Linked DNA regions of Mus musculus: all the other regions are linked to region 1. A link is a contact called in public Hi-C and HiChIP or PLAC-seq data. All regions are on one chromosome and are shown on one strand. The core of a region is the stretch at or near the end of the contact, and the rest is flanking DNA. Distances in the headings are between cores, read along the strand shown. Region 1 holds the start of Fgfr2 (fibroblast growth factor receptor 2). Region 2 has its middle 13 kb from the start of Gm23847. Region 3 has its middle 35 kb from the start of Gm39096. Region 4 has its middle 29 kb from the start of Gm23847. Region 5 has its middle 4.1 kb from the start of Gm39096.

The links. Hi-C and Micro-C count contacts between places; a contact is called where the count stands out from the background. HiChIP or PLAC-seq counts read pairs in DNA pulled down with a chosen protein or histone mark.
Region 2: a contact with region 1 is called in an H3K4me3 HiChIP or PLAC-seq map of stem cell-derived neural progenitor cells, with 71 read pairs. The contact joins the enhancer-like site here to the promoter of Fgfr2 in region 1. A contact is called at or near these places in 2 of 39 promoter capture datasets (cancer-associated fibroblasts and embryonic stem cells), 4 of 484 Hi-C or Micro-C datasets (cortical neurons, liver and uterus), 20 of 115 datasets of contacts at active chromatin or transcription factors (the NIH/3T3 cell line, craniofacial prominence, embryonic forebrain and 10 more) and 3 of 9 other capture datasets (adipose tissue, liver and pancreatic islet).
Region 3: a Hi-C map of uterus shows a contact between it and region 1. The contact joins the enhancer-like site here to the promoter of Fgfr2 in region 1. A contact is called at or near these places in 8 of 484 Hi-C or Micro-C datasets (cerebellar granule neurons, cerebral cortex, cortical neurons and 3 more), 9 of 115 datasets of contacts at active chromatin or transcription factors (the NIH/3T3 cell line, craniofacial prominence, embryonic forebrain and 5 more) and 1 of 9 other capture datasets (embryonic stem cells).
Region 4: an H3K4me3 HiChIP or PLAC-seq map of embryonic limb bud shows a contact between it and region 1, with 4 times the contacts expected there. The contact joins the enhancer-like site here to the promoter of Fgfr2 in region 1. A contact is called at or near these places in 3 of 39 promoter capture datasets (Sertoli cells, cancer-associated fibroblasts and embryonic stem cells), 22 of 484 Hi-C or Micro-C datasets (cerebral cortex, cortical glia, cortical neurons and 14 more), 17 of 115 datasets of contacts at active chromatin or transcription factors (the NIH/3T3 cell line, craniofacial prominence, embryonic forebrain and 9 more) and 3 of 9 other capture datasets (adipose tissue, embryonic stem cells and pancreatic islet).
Region 5: a Hi-C map of the AML12 cell line shows a contact between it and region 1, with 5 times the contacts expected there. The contact joins the enhancer-like site here to the promoter of Fgfr2 in region 1. A contact is called at or near these places in 2 of 39 promoter capture datasets (Sertoli cells and embryonic stem cells), 1 of 15 datasets of contacts at CTCF or cohesin (embryonic stem cells), 24 of 484 Hi-C or Micro-C datasets (the AML12 cell line, differentiating embryonic stem cells, embryonic fibroblasts and 7 more), 19 of 115 datasets of contacts at active chromatin or transcription factors (the NIH/3T3 cell line, a beta-TC-6 cell line, craniofacial prominence and 9 more) and 3 of 9 other capture datasets (adipose tissue, embryonic stem cells and liver).

What each region holds. Positions count from the first base shown.
Region 1 is chr7:130,265,511-130,268,210 of GRCm38.p6, reverse strand. It overlaps Fgfr2 (fibroblast growth factor receptor 2), which reads left to right and starts at 1,403. Exons shown (of 18, transcript NM_010207.2): 1 at 1,403-2,417. RefSeq lists a promoter at 1,845-2,070.
Region 2 is chr7:130,046,980-130,049,679 of GRCm38.p6, reverse strand. No RefSeq gene overlaps it. Among named protein-coding and RNA genes, the nearest start is that of Gm23847, 13 kb to the right of the region's middle. Within about 2 kb of position 1,304, at least 13 of the 459 cell types and tissues checked have an H3K27ac peak or open chromatin away from gene starts, as enhancers often do.
Region 3 is chr7:130,128,144-130,130,843 of GRCm38.p6, reverse strand. No RefSeq gene overlaps it. Among named protein-coding and RNA genes, the nearest start is that of Gm39096, 35 kb to the right of the region's middle. Within about 2 kb of position 1,428, at least 27 of the 459 cell types and tissues checked have an H3K27ac peak or open chromatin away from gene starts, as enhancers often do. A contact at or near this core is called in cortical neurons, nephron progenitors and uterus, where this site is marked.
Region 4 is chr7:130,063,216-130,065,915 of GRCm38.p6, reverse strand. No RefSeq gene overlaps it. Among named protein-coding and RNA genes, the nearest start is that of Gm23847, 29 kb to the right of the region's middle. Within about 2 kb of position 1,280, at least 10 of the 459 cell types and tissues checked have an H3K27ac peak or open chromatin away from gene starts, as enhancers often do. A contact at or near this core is called in craniofacial prominence and embryonic limb bud, where this site is marked.
Region 5 is chr7:130,097,628-130,100,327 of GRCm38.p6, reverse strand. No RefSeq gene overlaps it. Among named protein-coding and RNA genes, the nearest start is that of Gm39096, 4.1 kb to the right of the region's middle. Within about 2 kb of position 1,382, at least 19 of the 459 cell types and tissues checked have an H3K27ac peak or open chromatin away from gene starts, as enhancers often do. A contact at or near this core is called in the AML12 cell line, adipose tissue and uterus, where this site is marked.

The sequences.
Region 1 (2,700 bases), core at 154-2,653:
TGTGGGGCCTGAGGAATCGTGTGTGTAAATGGCATAAGGTAGAGTATTAGGGATTCTGGTACGTCTCCTCTTTCAAACCTGTGTCCCAGGTGGACTTTACTGTCTGGCTTTGTTTGTCTTTAGGCACCAGAGAGAGTCTAAGGCTTTTCTGAACTTAGTGACCTATTTGAGCCAGGATCTTATATAGCCCAGGGCTGACACAAACTCAGCATGTACCTGAAACCATTTTCAAGCTCCCGAACTTCTCTTTATCCTGCGAGGTCTGGGACCTCAATAATTGACCCAATAATTAAGATTCAATTTATTTAGACAAAATGTAGCTGGCTTCAAACTTACTATGTAGACCAAGTTGGCCCCCAAACACAAGGCAATCCTCCTGCCTCACACTTCTGAGTGCTAGAGTTACAATTTATATGGCCTTGACTTTAAACACAACTGCTCAAGGGATGAAAGAGAGAAAGGGAGTGCGTACTGAAAGATAAATGATCTCAAGGTAGTCTAGTGGGAGAGACAAATGGGAGATGCCAATCATTACAGCCCGGCCTGACATTTAGTTAAAGAATCCTGCTTTGCAACAGAAGAGTGTAAGAGTCAGGGAGAGAATCCAATTTGCTCACGGTCAGATGACTTGGTTTTTGGTAGAGTGAGTGTGTTTTCTGTTTCTGATTCTTTGTTTCTTTCTCTGTTTCTTTCTTAGGTGGCATGGAGATCAGGCCTTGTACATGCAAGGCAAGCGTTCTACTACTAGGCTACATCTCCAACACCTCTCTAGACTCTTTCAAGTTTCTTCCCCCTCTCATTAATTAATTAATTAATTAATTTTCATTTTATTTGATTGGTATGGATGTTTGCCTGCATGTCTGTCTGCACATTGTGCATGCAGTATCTCTGAAGGCCAGAAGAGGGCGTCGGGACTCCTGGAACTGGACTTAGAGGTGATTGTGAGCAAGCCAAGTGGATGCTGGGAATTGAACCAATCTCTGGCAGTATTCTTAAACTACGGAGCCATTTCTCCAGCCCTACTTTCTTTTAAATATTTATTTCTATTTTTAAACTATATGCCTGTATCTTTGTGTTCACGAGTGCAGTTTCCTAAGGAGACCAGAGGCTTTGGATGACTCTGCAACTGGGGTTACAGGCCATTGTGAGGGACTGATATTTAGCCAGCAACTGGCTTTTGGCCTTTAAGAAGGCAGGAAGCACTCTGAACTGCTGATCCATCTCCAGCCCTCCTTTGGATTTCTTTATGTTAACCTACATTGATACTATTAAAGATGTTTTCTGTTGTAGATTGCCTTTTCCCATGGCAGCCACATTAAAGGGCTCATCCAGCAGCCGGTTGTGTTAACCTCTCCGATCTTCAGTTTTCTTGTCAGAATCTGGTTCTGTTACTCTGCAGGCAGATGTGCGGATAAGTACAATTACCTATTCACGTGTTCCCTTCCTAAAGGAGGGTTTCCCAAACACTCGTCCCCTGTCTATTGTTCAGAGGAACAAGACAACGCAACATCTCCCACGAACATCCGCTGCTTCCACCCTCAAAGCTTCATGACATGAAATGTCTGGCCCCAGTATGCTGCAGACCTATTCTAAGGTGTCTGAAGTTGCACAGCATTCTGTCATTTGTTTCCTAACTTGACATAAAACAACGTAACGCATCCACTGTGCACCAAAGCTGGCTAGGAACTGGGGCAGTGGCGTACAGAGGCCGTTCACCAACAGGGTTCCGAGAGGTCATCTGTGCACCCCTGCGGGCAGCGCGGCGGGGCCCCTCGCCTGCCTGGCGGGTGTCTCTTTGCGGCTGCTAGGCTTCGGGGGCAGCGCGGGGCTCGGGACTGCCCCAGCGCGAGGCGCTGATTGGCAGAGCGGGCGCCGCCGTCCAGGAAACGGCTCGGGTTTCAGCGGGGGGCGTGACCCGCCCGAGGAGGCTGCGGCGGCGGCGCGGGCGGCGAGGGGAGAGAGCCGGGAGAGGCGAGCGGCGGCGGCGGCAGGCGCGGAACGGGCGCACGGACGATCGAACGCGCGGCCGCCAGAGCTCCGGCGCGGGGGCTGCCTGTGTGTTCCTGGCCCGGCGTGGCGACTGCTCTCCGGGCTGGCGGGGGCCGGGCGTGAGCCCCCGGGCCTCAGCGTTCCTGAGCGCTGCGAGTGTTCACTACTCGCCAGCAAAGTTTGGAGTAGGCAACGCCAAGCTCCAGTCCTTTCTTCTGCTGCTGCCCAGATCCGAGAGCAGCTCCGGTGTCATGTCCTAGCTGTTCTGCGATCCCCGGCGCGCGTGAAGCCTCGGAACCTTGGCGCCGGCTGCTACCCAAGGAATCGTTCTCTTTTTGGAGTTTTCCTCCGAGATCATCGCCTGCTCCATCCCGATCCACTCTGGGCTCCGGCGCAGCACCGAGCGCAGAGGAGCGCTGCCATTCAAGGTAATCGTCGTGCCGAACGCCTCTGGGAGCTTCGCCAGCCGGGAAAGTGGGTGCCGTGGGAGGATGCGGGGGCGCAGGATCCCCGGGAGGAAGGCGCGGGTAAACCTATTTGGGGGCGCACCCTGTCAGTCTCTGACTGTATTGGTGATGGAGGAGTGGATGAATGCGGATGGCTGGCTTTGGGGGAGTTCTTTCAGCACCTCCATCCCAATGCTGACATCTGCCTCTGCCGCTGGCACCCCTTTCCTGTCAGACTCCGGCGGGCACAGTCCTGCCTACTGGG
Region 2 (2,700 bases), core at 55-2,554, 220 kb after region 1:
TGACCTGGACCTATATCATCTAGTGATGTCATCAGCTGGGCACCAGGGGTCATTCACATACATGATCTCCATCAGGGAAAGCCTATTAAAGGCCCCCGGGGACTTTCACTGCCTCTGGATTGCTTAGCACCCCTGCCCCTGGAGAAAGTACCTTCAAGTAGTCTTAAGATCTGCCTCTTAAGGTTTATTTCATATAAGGAGATGAACTGGCGGTGCTCAGAGGCTATCCCAGCAAGGAGTAAGCTTTCTTGTTGGGATCAGCAATGGCTCTTATCTGGCTCCTTACTTTTCTATATAATCTGACAAATGATAATACTCCTTTTTGTGTGGTAGGAATTTTATAATCTGATGCAGATGCTTCTTGGCCTATAGACTTCAACCTGTGATGGGTGTACTGGGCTGACATTCTGCCGATGCCCATCATAAAATGGGAATGTCATGAGCAGAAAATGTATGAGCAGCCAAATAAACACCACAACAATACTGCATAGTGCATTCCAGAGGAGCCTCCGAGTCCCCTTGTCATGGTGACGCTCACTGATAGGCACCATCATAAATTGACAAAGTTGTTCAGTTGAGCCATCCTAAGATGAGGACTGTGTGTATATGCGTGTACATGTGTGTCTCTGTGAAACCCTCCCTAGGCAGAGAGACAACTCTTAACATTCCTTCATGGTTTGCAATGGAGGCTGGAGAGCTTTGAAGAACTATCAACTATCTCCAATCTTAAAATCTGTAAAGACTCAATCCAACTCTCAGACATGGCCTCAAACCCACTATGAATCTCCAAGAAACTTCTCCCACAGAGAGCCCTAATTTGCCCTCTCCTTATGATCTGTGCCCCATAGAAAAGCTTATAGCTTTGCACTAGTGTGTCTTCCATTGGCTGATTCAGTTCATTCAAAGCTCTCGTCCTTGCTCTCTTATAAACCTCTGAGTGACAATGGGACAATGCCCCCTCTCTTCCCTCTCCCACTTGTCCTTTTATTCCACAAGGAGGTAAAATGCACCATGTTGTGTGTGTTTCTCTGTCACACACACCCCCACACACACCTCCCTAGGAGGTTTCCAGGAGAGCCAAAAGCCATAATAAAGATACCACTAATGTTTAACCCATTTGGTCAAACAAGTGCAAAGGCCGAGGGACACCAGAGGACTTTATTTAAAAGTCTGCTGCTGGGAAGAGAGCTTTGGGGCCTGCTGGTCGCTTTTCTTGTCTGATGTCCAGTCCTGGAGAGAAGCTGTTTGGACCATTGTGTCGGGGAACCTAAATATTCCTCCTACTGCATTCTGTGGAGTGGATGCCAGGCCTTTCAGAAACCAAGAGGCCTGGAGGGGGACTGGCCCAATTGGCCACTTCAGAAGAGAGCAGGGAGGGAGCCAGCCCGGAAAACAATGGGGCCCTGGGCTTTGTAACTCTGAGCCCTGTGGCCCCTTGCCCCTCTAAACCCTCCTCCTTTGACCTCTCCGAATTGGGCCAAACAATGGAATTCTAAGAAAGCCAAAATGTAAGCAGCTCTCCCAAGGATTTTACATTTCTACTTAAAGCCTTGTTTCCAGATGGAAGAAAGTTGGTGCACCGCTCAGGGAGGTTTCTCCTGGAGTAATTCACATTAGGCCCCATGAAATGGGTTGATGGCTCTGCCAGCGAGTGGTGCTGCTGATCCCAGGGCCTTCTAAGTCCTCCGGACCTTTGAAATCCCTGCTTGGTCCTAGTGGCCACAGCAGGCTCTGAAAAGCTTTACTTTGAAGCAGACTGAAACTCACAGATCAAAAACTACTTTCAGCCATCAGTCATTCCCATGGAGATGTGAAACTGACCCGGATAATGTGTTGGTGAGGGTGGGGCACTGTGTTGGGTTGTTAACGGCTGCCTTTGCGGTGAGTTAGCTATGCTCTCTTCCTATTCATTTCTGATTTGAGAAATGCGGAGAACCAAAGTGCAAGATGAATTCCACTTGTGAGTTATTGGTTAGTGGGTGGAAGAGCCTTGGAGAGTTAACACACAGACCTCAAGACTTTGAAGGTTTGTGCCTCCACAGAACGGCTGGACCACAGTGGAAATTGGAAGGAGACATATAGTCCTGTTTCTGATGTGTTTCCATAGTTTTTTGGTTTAGGTTGAACCGAGCACTTTGTGCAAACAGTCTTCCTGGTGACATATACTTCCACTTCTCCTTTTTTTTTTTTTTCCGACCTAGAAGCGCCCACATTTTCCAACCTCAGAAGGATATTTCCATTCAGATCAGCTTGAAACTTGAGAGTGCTTCTTGAGGACTACCAGTTTCTTATCCTTAAGCTCCTTCTACTTGTGTTTATGGAAAGCGGAAATAGAATGCTGGGGAGATGGCTCAGTGGGTAGAGTGCTTACTATACAAGTGTGAGGACCCGAGTTCAAATCCCCAGACCGCACATAAAGCTGAGAGTGGTGGTATGTGTCTATATTCCCAGGGCCCTTGTGACGAGATGACAGAGGCAGAAAAAGCCCCAGAATCTTGTAAGGCAGCTGTCCTGTGTGAAGCAGCAAACAATAAAGAGATCTTGTTTCAGACAAGGTGAAAGGTGAGGACCAACACTCAAGGTTGCCCTCTGACCTCCACATATGTCTGAGGTGTGCATGTACCTGCACTCACACATACAAACATGCGTGCAAAATACACACACACACACACACACACACACACACACACACACACACAC
Region 3 (2,700 bases), core at 179-2,678, 140 kb after region 1:
CACATAACAATTAAAAAATTATTTTTGCTTGTTTGTTTGAGAGAGGACTTCTCTGTGTAGCCCTGGCTGTCCTGGAATTTGATATGTTAGACCAGACTGGCCTCAAACTTAGAGATCTGCTTGCCTTTGCCTCCTGAGTGCTGGGATTAAAGGTGTGTACCACCATCACCCAGCTGACAAAAATTCTCTAAAAAGTCATTTTCAAATGTGTGTGTGTGTGTGCGTGTGTGTGTGTATTTGTAAGTGCAAGCATGAGCATGCCACAGCACACTCGTGTGATCAGGGCATAACCTCCATTGTCAATCCTTGCCTTCTACTTTGAGACAGCATTGCTCTGCATTGCCTGTGTGAGGCTAGCCTGCAGGCTTCCAGAGAACCTCTTGACTTTGGCTCCCATCGCTTCACAGATGGCCTGGGATTACAGATGCACACTACGGAGCTTGGCTTTTCTGTGGGTCTTGGGATCCAAACATGGGTCCTCAAATTTGCCTAGTAAGTAAGTGTTTGATCTGACGAGCCATCTCCTCAGCTCAACAACAACAAGGACTAACCACAAGTTCTTTTCTCTTATAGACAAGTCACCATCTTTGATATAAGAACACTGGCAGTTCAGGTTGAAAAAGTCACTCTCTTCATTTGTTCTCTGGCCATAGATTTGTGTGATTGCCGTGGGTATAGTGGAAGTCTGCCCATGAGGGTGGTGGCATGGAGGGAGGTAGAAGGCACCCAACTATGCTATGTAGAAAGAAAATTGCTTGCAGTAAAATCCCGAGACTTCGGCGCAGAGAACTCAGTGAATTTATATCGAGCAAACCAGATTAATACTCTTTTTTTTTTTTTTTGTCCCCCTTCCTCCTCTTCTGGTTCCTTTCAAATTATAAAAGAACTGGACAGAGGGAATCTTGTAACTGTAATTTGTTCCAGGTTTGAATAAAGCGTATTTGTGTCTTATGAAATCCTATGAGAAAAAAATGTAATTCAAATTGGCTTGGAGATGCAAGCTGTCAGATAGATTGAAGGCTGGATTATAAACCACGACTAATGAGAGCCTGCAACTCCACAGAGTCAGGGACGGCGTCCAAGAGAATCTCTGCAAGGTCCTACAGGGGAGGTAAACAGCCTATTAATTAAGGTAGCAGATGGTAGTAAATCGGGAGATGCTTCGGATTCCAAGGACAGAAAAAGAAATGAAAGCGGGGAAGTTGGATTGGGTGGTTAGAAAGCCCAGCACGAAGTCAATGACAGGAAAATAACAAGAGCTGCAGGTAGCCACCGAAGCAAGCGGCATTTGTGCTACCAAGGGGCTTAGAGAGGGGCTCGAAATGTCAGTGGGCTGGTGGAGAAGCTGCCGGCCAAGGGGGTTGGCGATGTCATGGTGTGGAGCCAGGACCCTGAGGAATGCCTGGGCTCGTGCGCGCAGGCTGAAGGCAGTAATTTCTGGGCAGGAGTCATCTTAAGGCCTCCTCAGGGGAATTTGCAGGCAAGAAAGCTGCCTGAGTATAAGGGACTAAATTGGATGCAAACTGAAGACCTAAATTAGCACCGGCGGAAAAGATGCAGGTGAGGTAAGCTGATGAGAGTGATTTAGTCGAAATGGTGAAGTGGGTGAAACTTGGGGATTTGGATTCCAGCCGCACCCCCACCCCCATCCCAAGCCTATGTACCCTTCCACCAGGCCCCCAGCTCAGCCACAGAACAGGGGATAATCATGTAGCCCTACTAAGCCCCAGTTTGTGGGAGATTCCTGTGCAATCACCCTCAGAGCACCTACACACCTTCCTTGTATCCCCATGTAGCAAACATAAGCATCATGGACATTCAGGAGGAGAAGGTGAGGCATTTTCGGCCACTTTGGATGAGAGAGAGCCATCTTTTGTCTTTTTTTTTTTTGAGATTATATTATGATGTAATCACATTATTTTTCCCTTCCCTTTCCTTCCTCCAAACCCTCCCATATACCCCTCCTTGCTCTCTTCCCAATCCACTGCCTCTTTCTTCATTAGTTGTATGTGTGTTATGTATATATACATATGCGTATATATTCCTAAGTATATATATTCCTCAGTCTGTACAAAGTTACCAGTACGTATGTACGTTTTCAGAGCTCACCATTTGGTATCAGATAAGCAGTTGGTATGCTCTTCCTTGGGGAAGATTCTTTCTCCCACTGTCAGCATTCCTTAGTTGCCCATAGTTCTTGGTGTAGGGTTGAGTCCTCATTGACTCCCCCCCTGTGTGCTGCATCGTGTCTGTTGCTGCTTTTGTGTCATTCAGCTGGTGTTTAGGCAGCCTCCCTGCTAAGACTTCTGGCTGTAGCTTCTGACATTACTAGGAAGTGGACTGGAAGAGCCAGAGGATCAGGGAGTTTGCTGTGAGAGTGTCTTCTAGTAACATTGGATCTTGTTTTTGGAACACAGAAGCTGGCCATGCTGTCAGTTAGAGAACAATCACATTTAACTCAGAGGATAGAAGCTAAAGCCATCATGTGATCTGAGAAAAACATATGGTGGAAATTACCCTTGAAAATCTCAGAAATTGCCCATAAAACACAGCTCTGAGCTGTCCTGTGAGAAGCTCTTTTCTGATGTCAAGTCCTCCAGCGCTGGGCTGATCAACGGTTTGCTTTCCAATGAGCTTGGGACCAAGAATAGCAGGTGATGTGTTTTTGTTTTGGGGTGATGCTAGATGAAAATGTCTAAC
Region 4 (2,700 bases), core at 31-2,530, 200 kb after region 1:
TCAGTGAAGTCACAGGACTGCAGAGACAATCATATTCCAGCTTAAGTAACTATTTGCTTCAGAACTCCCCCCAACCCCCAGCTGGCTAGATCAAAGTCTCTGTAGTATCTCCTGCTCACTGGGCTCAATCTGTGTCCTCAGCACTTGCAGGGTTGATTGACAGCTGTCCAGGGTCTTGGCCATGAGCCCTCATACAGAGGCTGCCTAGAAAAGCCATCCTAACCACTCCAAAAAACCCCACTGTAACTAGAGGTGATGAATCTTCAACTGTAAGGTGTAGCAAATACTATTGTAATATGTGCGTGATCGAGAAGGCTTTCATTGAATGTCTATAAGATGAGATAAACGTGTGCATGTGTGTGTGTGTGTGTGTGTGTGCATGTGTAAGATTTTATTTAGAGGTAGAACCACGAAGATTGATAGCTGTGAACTTGAGGGCTGCCTGAACTACATAGTAAGTTTCAGGCCAGTTTGGGCTACAGTGTATGACTGGGTCTCAAATAGTAAACAGAAAGAAAGAAAGAAAGAAAGAAAGAAAGAAAGAAAGAAAGAAAGAAAGAAAGAAAGAAAGAGAGAGAGAGAGAGAGAAAGAAAGAAAGTGAAGGAAGAAAGAGAGAGAGAAAGAAAGAAAGAAAGAAAGAGAGAAAGAGAGAGAGAGAAAGAAAGAAAGAAAGAAAGAAAGAAAGAAAGAAAGAAAGAAAGAAAGAAAGAAAGAAAGAAAGAAAGAGAAAGAGAGAAAGAAAGAAAGGATGGAAGGAAGGAAGGAAGGAAGGAAGGAAGGAAGGAAGGAAGGGAGAGAGCGATGTAGATTCCTCAACTTTAGCAAACAAAAACTATCCAGAACCACTGTTGATACTTAACAGAGCATTTTCCTTCCTTAGTTACTCAAGAAACAGCTGTAGCACCTCCAAGGTACCAGTATTTATTGTGAGGGAGTCACACAGGTAAACCCATTGACTCTTTACAACTATTCCAAGATATGCCTTCTCCTGTCTCCACTCTGTGAATATGTGAATGGTAGGATAGGCAGGTTTGCCTGTGATCTACAGAGTATCTTTTAGAACTGACATCTGCAGCTCTAAGTCACACATTGGCAGCCTTACAATGCCCTTGACACTGTGCTAGCCAACAAGGAGGTCACAAGGACAGGGGTTGGAGGATGCCGAGATCTGCAGATGTGGTGTCAGGCTGCCGTCTGGACTCTGGACAGCCTTGACAGAGGCCAGGCGGTTATTAGATGGTAATGAACACAGGCCACTGTGCACCGTCAGCGACCCGAACCAGATGTGACAAGGCTCTCAGAAGTTTGCATTCCACAGTTGATTGGTGGGGACCTAGAGGCAGCCTCAGCGCTAGCTCCAGCCTCAGCTTCAACATTTACTGTTCCACTCCTATTTAATGGATACCTTGAGTGTTCTTTAGAAATAAGAAATGATTTACTAACTGCCAAGTCACCAGTTAGAGTTATAAGTTGTCTGAAATTTATCATACTAAAAATTATAATGGATTTTATGGACATAATGAAATAGGGAGTAAGTGGAGAATCAATAAACGTCTTAGCTATTTGTTCCACACACTATAGAAGATCCCTTGTGCTCCCGTGGTCTGGTCCCTTCATGGGGGGAGGAGAATTGTCCCTTTAGGAGAAGGAGAAGGGCTTTTAAATGATCATATTTTTAAAGGCCGTGGAGGGGGGAGGAAGAGAAATATGTCTTAAAGTGGCTTCTATGTGTTAGTGCTGGGTTTCTTGAATTACTGCATTATAGAGTTAGTAAATGTCTTTTGACCCAGATAAGCATACCTCCCTGTAACTGCCACAAAGTTCCAAGCAGTGTTGAAGTGTTACTTAAGGAGAGCGATGTGGAATTACTGAGAAGAAAATTTCCATTTTCTCCCTAGGCTGACATTTCCACGCACTAGGACAGAGTCTCATTCAAGGGACTTGGGTATCCTGGGACAGGGGAGCCTGGCTCAGGAATAGGCAGATGGGGAGATGGGGAAGTGTTTGTTTGTTTGGGGGTTGGCCTTGTCCCAAACAGGAACCTGGAAGCAGGGAATGATAGTAGGTGGTCTCCTGTGTAGGGCACATTCATGGTGAGGATGGAACACCTCATAACACCATCCTACTCAAAGGGGCTCTGCTACCTCTCTGGGGCTGAGTCTTAGCACTGGAAACAAAATGAGAACTGAAAACAAACAAACAAACGAACAAAAAGAAGTAATTACAGTGGAATGTAGAAGGGCCTCAGAGAGTCGTGGTAGCAAGAAGACAGTAACCAACCAGTGTTTGGCCAACTGGATGTAGCTTATGGGTCTGGGGTGTTTGAGATGGAGTTGAGGCATAGGCAGCAGTTTGAAGGATGCCAATGACGAGTTGAACAAAGACATCCATCCCTAAGTGCTAGGACCAGATTTCTTGTGGTAAGGCAGAAGGAAGAGTCATTTGGTCCTCCAAGAACTTTTGATTTGGGAAAAAAGAATACAAAAGAACTTCATTACTCCTTGGCTAACTTTAATCCCCCCTCCCCTCTTCCTTTATTCTAAAGCTACTTAGTGAGGACATATCTGGAACAAAGCTGGTTAAGCCATATGCTTACTTCATGTAAATGGAACACACAAGTTGTTATTGTGATTGATAGCTTTTAAATATTTAGACTCATGGGGATGGGGGATGTGTAGCTCAATGTTAGAACTTTAGCA
Region 5 (2,700 bases), core at 133-2,632, 170 kb after region 1:
ACCTGTGTAAATGTGTGTACACTTGTGTGTGTATACGTGTGTACATGTGTGTATGTTTGTCTTCCTTATGCTTTTGCTTTCTTGAGATCTTAACATGCCAGTGTCCAATGCAAATATTGTTTACTGTCATCTTAAAACAGAATCAAAGATGTGACTATAGAGGAAGGTGACTATTCTCTTTCTCTTTAGAAGGAGAATTCACACATCGTGTCTGGCACACAGGCGGCTCTTTCATGTGCTCCTTTGATTTTGCGTTCTGCCTCTCTGGGTCTTTGTAGTTGAAAAGGTGCCGCGTTCCTCATCAACAAGAGTTCTGCCGAGATGTGCAGCAGCGTTGTTCCCAGAAGCAGGACTGGGGCTGCCTGGTCTTCAGTGGTGAAGGCCTTGAACCCAGGTGGTGTCTATAGGGCTCCAACCTTGGTGTGGCTTGCTCTCTGGGGCAGACCTGTCGGCACCTCTGTGTGTCACATCCCTTCCTTTGGAAGCATCAGCCTGAGTGGCTCTCTGAGCCCCTCCGTTGCCCATCACTATCCTTGCTAGTCATGTGCACGGCCACATCCGGCCAAGGCAGTCGTGAAGATTAAACTCCAGTGCCCCAGCACCTGCCTTCCTGTCCCCCTACCTTCATAGTGAGCTGCTGACTGACTTGTTTCGGGCTCACAATATCAGCAGTGTATTGTCACATGGTTCTAGGAGCCCAGAAATCTGAAATCAAGGCATTGGTTCCCCTAAAGGCTAAAGGGAGTCGTCCCTATCTATTCCAGTTTTTGAGCGCTGGGCCTTTCAGGATGTGCCAATATCCTTCCCTCTGTTTCTTGTGGCTCCCCTTTCTGTGTCTTTTTCTATCTCTTTGGACCTAAGGTCTAGTCTATTTTAAGGTGCTCTCATCTCCACCTCTACTTCAGTCATTGAACCCAAGAACCCTATTTCCGCCTAAGGTTCTACTCTAAGGTCCACCTCAACATTAGTGGGGTGAGGGAACCTGACAGTCATTCCACTGTGCAGCTCAGAGTGTATGCCCTGAACCTTCAGATAGCGAAGGTCCCTAATCCCCTTTGCTATCCAGGTGCATGGGAAAATTCTGGAACATTTGCCATCTCCTCTGAAGAACAGGCTATTTATGTAAAGCTACAGAAGATGTCTTGTAGGGTCACTTACCAGGTGGCTCATGCCAGGTGGTCTATGCCCAATGCCAGCAGCCAGGGGCTTGGTGACAGTCACTTCAGCTCCTTGGGAGCTCTTCTCTAGAGGAGAGTGCCATGTGAAGAAGTAATTACAATCTGTCCATTTCTCAGGCTAGTGAGAGAGCCCAAGGCTCCAACCAGAACAGTGTGTCGGAGCTGTTGACTTAGCATTCCAAGAGCTAGCTCAGCCCTGGCCCTGGCAGCGGCGAGCGGGCCTCACCCTTCTGGCCCCAGTCTCTGCAGCTGCCAGGGTACACAGTGTGTGCATGGGTTAATCGTTCTCCTCGGCCTCCTCTCCGCCCCAGTTTACTCTCTTTCTGGCCTTTATCTCTCTTGGAAGCATCTCAGCTGGCTTACTGCTGTTTAATTTTTCTCCCCTGGTGATGGATGTCTATACCTCCCCCCCCTTTTTTTCTCAAAAGACAAAACAAATTGTTTGCTTAACCTCCGTAGGAATAAGTGGGCCAGGGTTAGCGTGGGAAGGGAAGCATGTTTACTGTTCTGTGGGCAGAGCGTCCTGGGTATTTCCAAAGAGATTCTTGACTGACTCACCTTTTATTATCTGAAGCGCACTTAAAAAGTAACTCTTCCATTTCTTCCCTGGATGTCCCCTTTCTTATTTTAATGTCCCTGTCCTCGCACAGTCATGGCCACAGGCGGCCAGGGCACTGCCAGCCCTTGCTTTCCTTTTTCTTCTCATTTAGATGAGCGCACGGAAGGGAGTTGGCACGTGAGATGCTATTTGTTGAATGGCTGGTGGAACATCATATACCATCATCTATGGAATTATATGAGGTTGAAGGAGGTCCAGGGTTAGGAGACTGATCCTGTTACACAATGCTGAGAAGAACTAACTGTAAAACAAATTCCAAAGGGAATGTTTCTCAAAGTGGACAGGTACATTGCAGTCATCTGGGCAGAGGACACCGGTTAGAAGTAGGGATGCTTAAATCCCCTTGGAGAGTCTGAATCCATGAACAAAGCATCTGGCAGTGATCTTTTCTGGATGGTCCTCAGGATCCAATACGCCCCTGGGGTGGAATGCTAGTCCCCAGGCTTGATCTTAGATGGAGCCAATCAATCCCTAAAATCAAGATCACCTCGAAGTAGACCCCAACTTGAGCCTCGGCTTGGAAGTGTCCCACACGAGTCCACTATACACTGAAGGCTAAGGCCCCTTCTCATGCCCCTATTGTAACTGGAAGGCTGACGAGGCTCAGATTGAGTAGGTCTTCAGTGGGTGAGCGCTTGATGTCTCCATTGAGTTTCTAGGAGATGTTGCTGCTGCTTCCTGCTAAGACTACTGTATGGAAGCCACAGTCCAGAGGCCAAGTTTGTCCCCGTCTACCATTATCTTGTCTTCGGGTATTGTTTGACCCTACTTGTCCTCTTCCCTCATGCCAAGCCTTCCCCTGATACACAGGACATCAGCATTTGTTTTAGTCCACTGGGCCAAGGTGTGTGTGCTGCAACTGGGGCCCCTGGTGTTGCTGGCTTCAGAATGAAGCAGATGTAT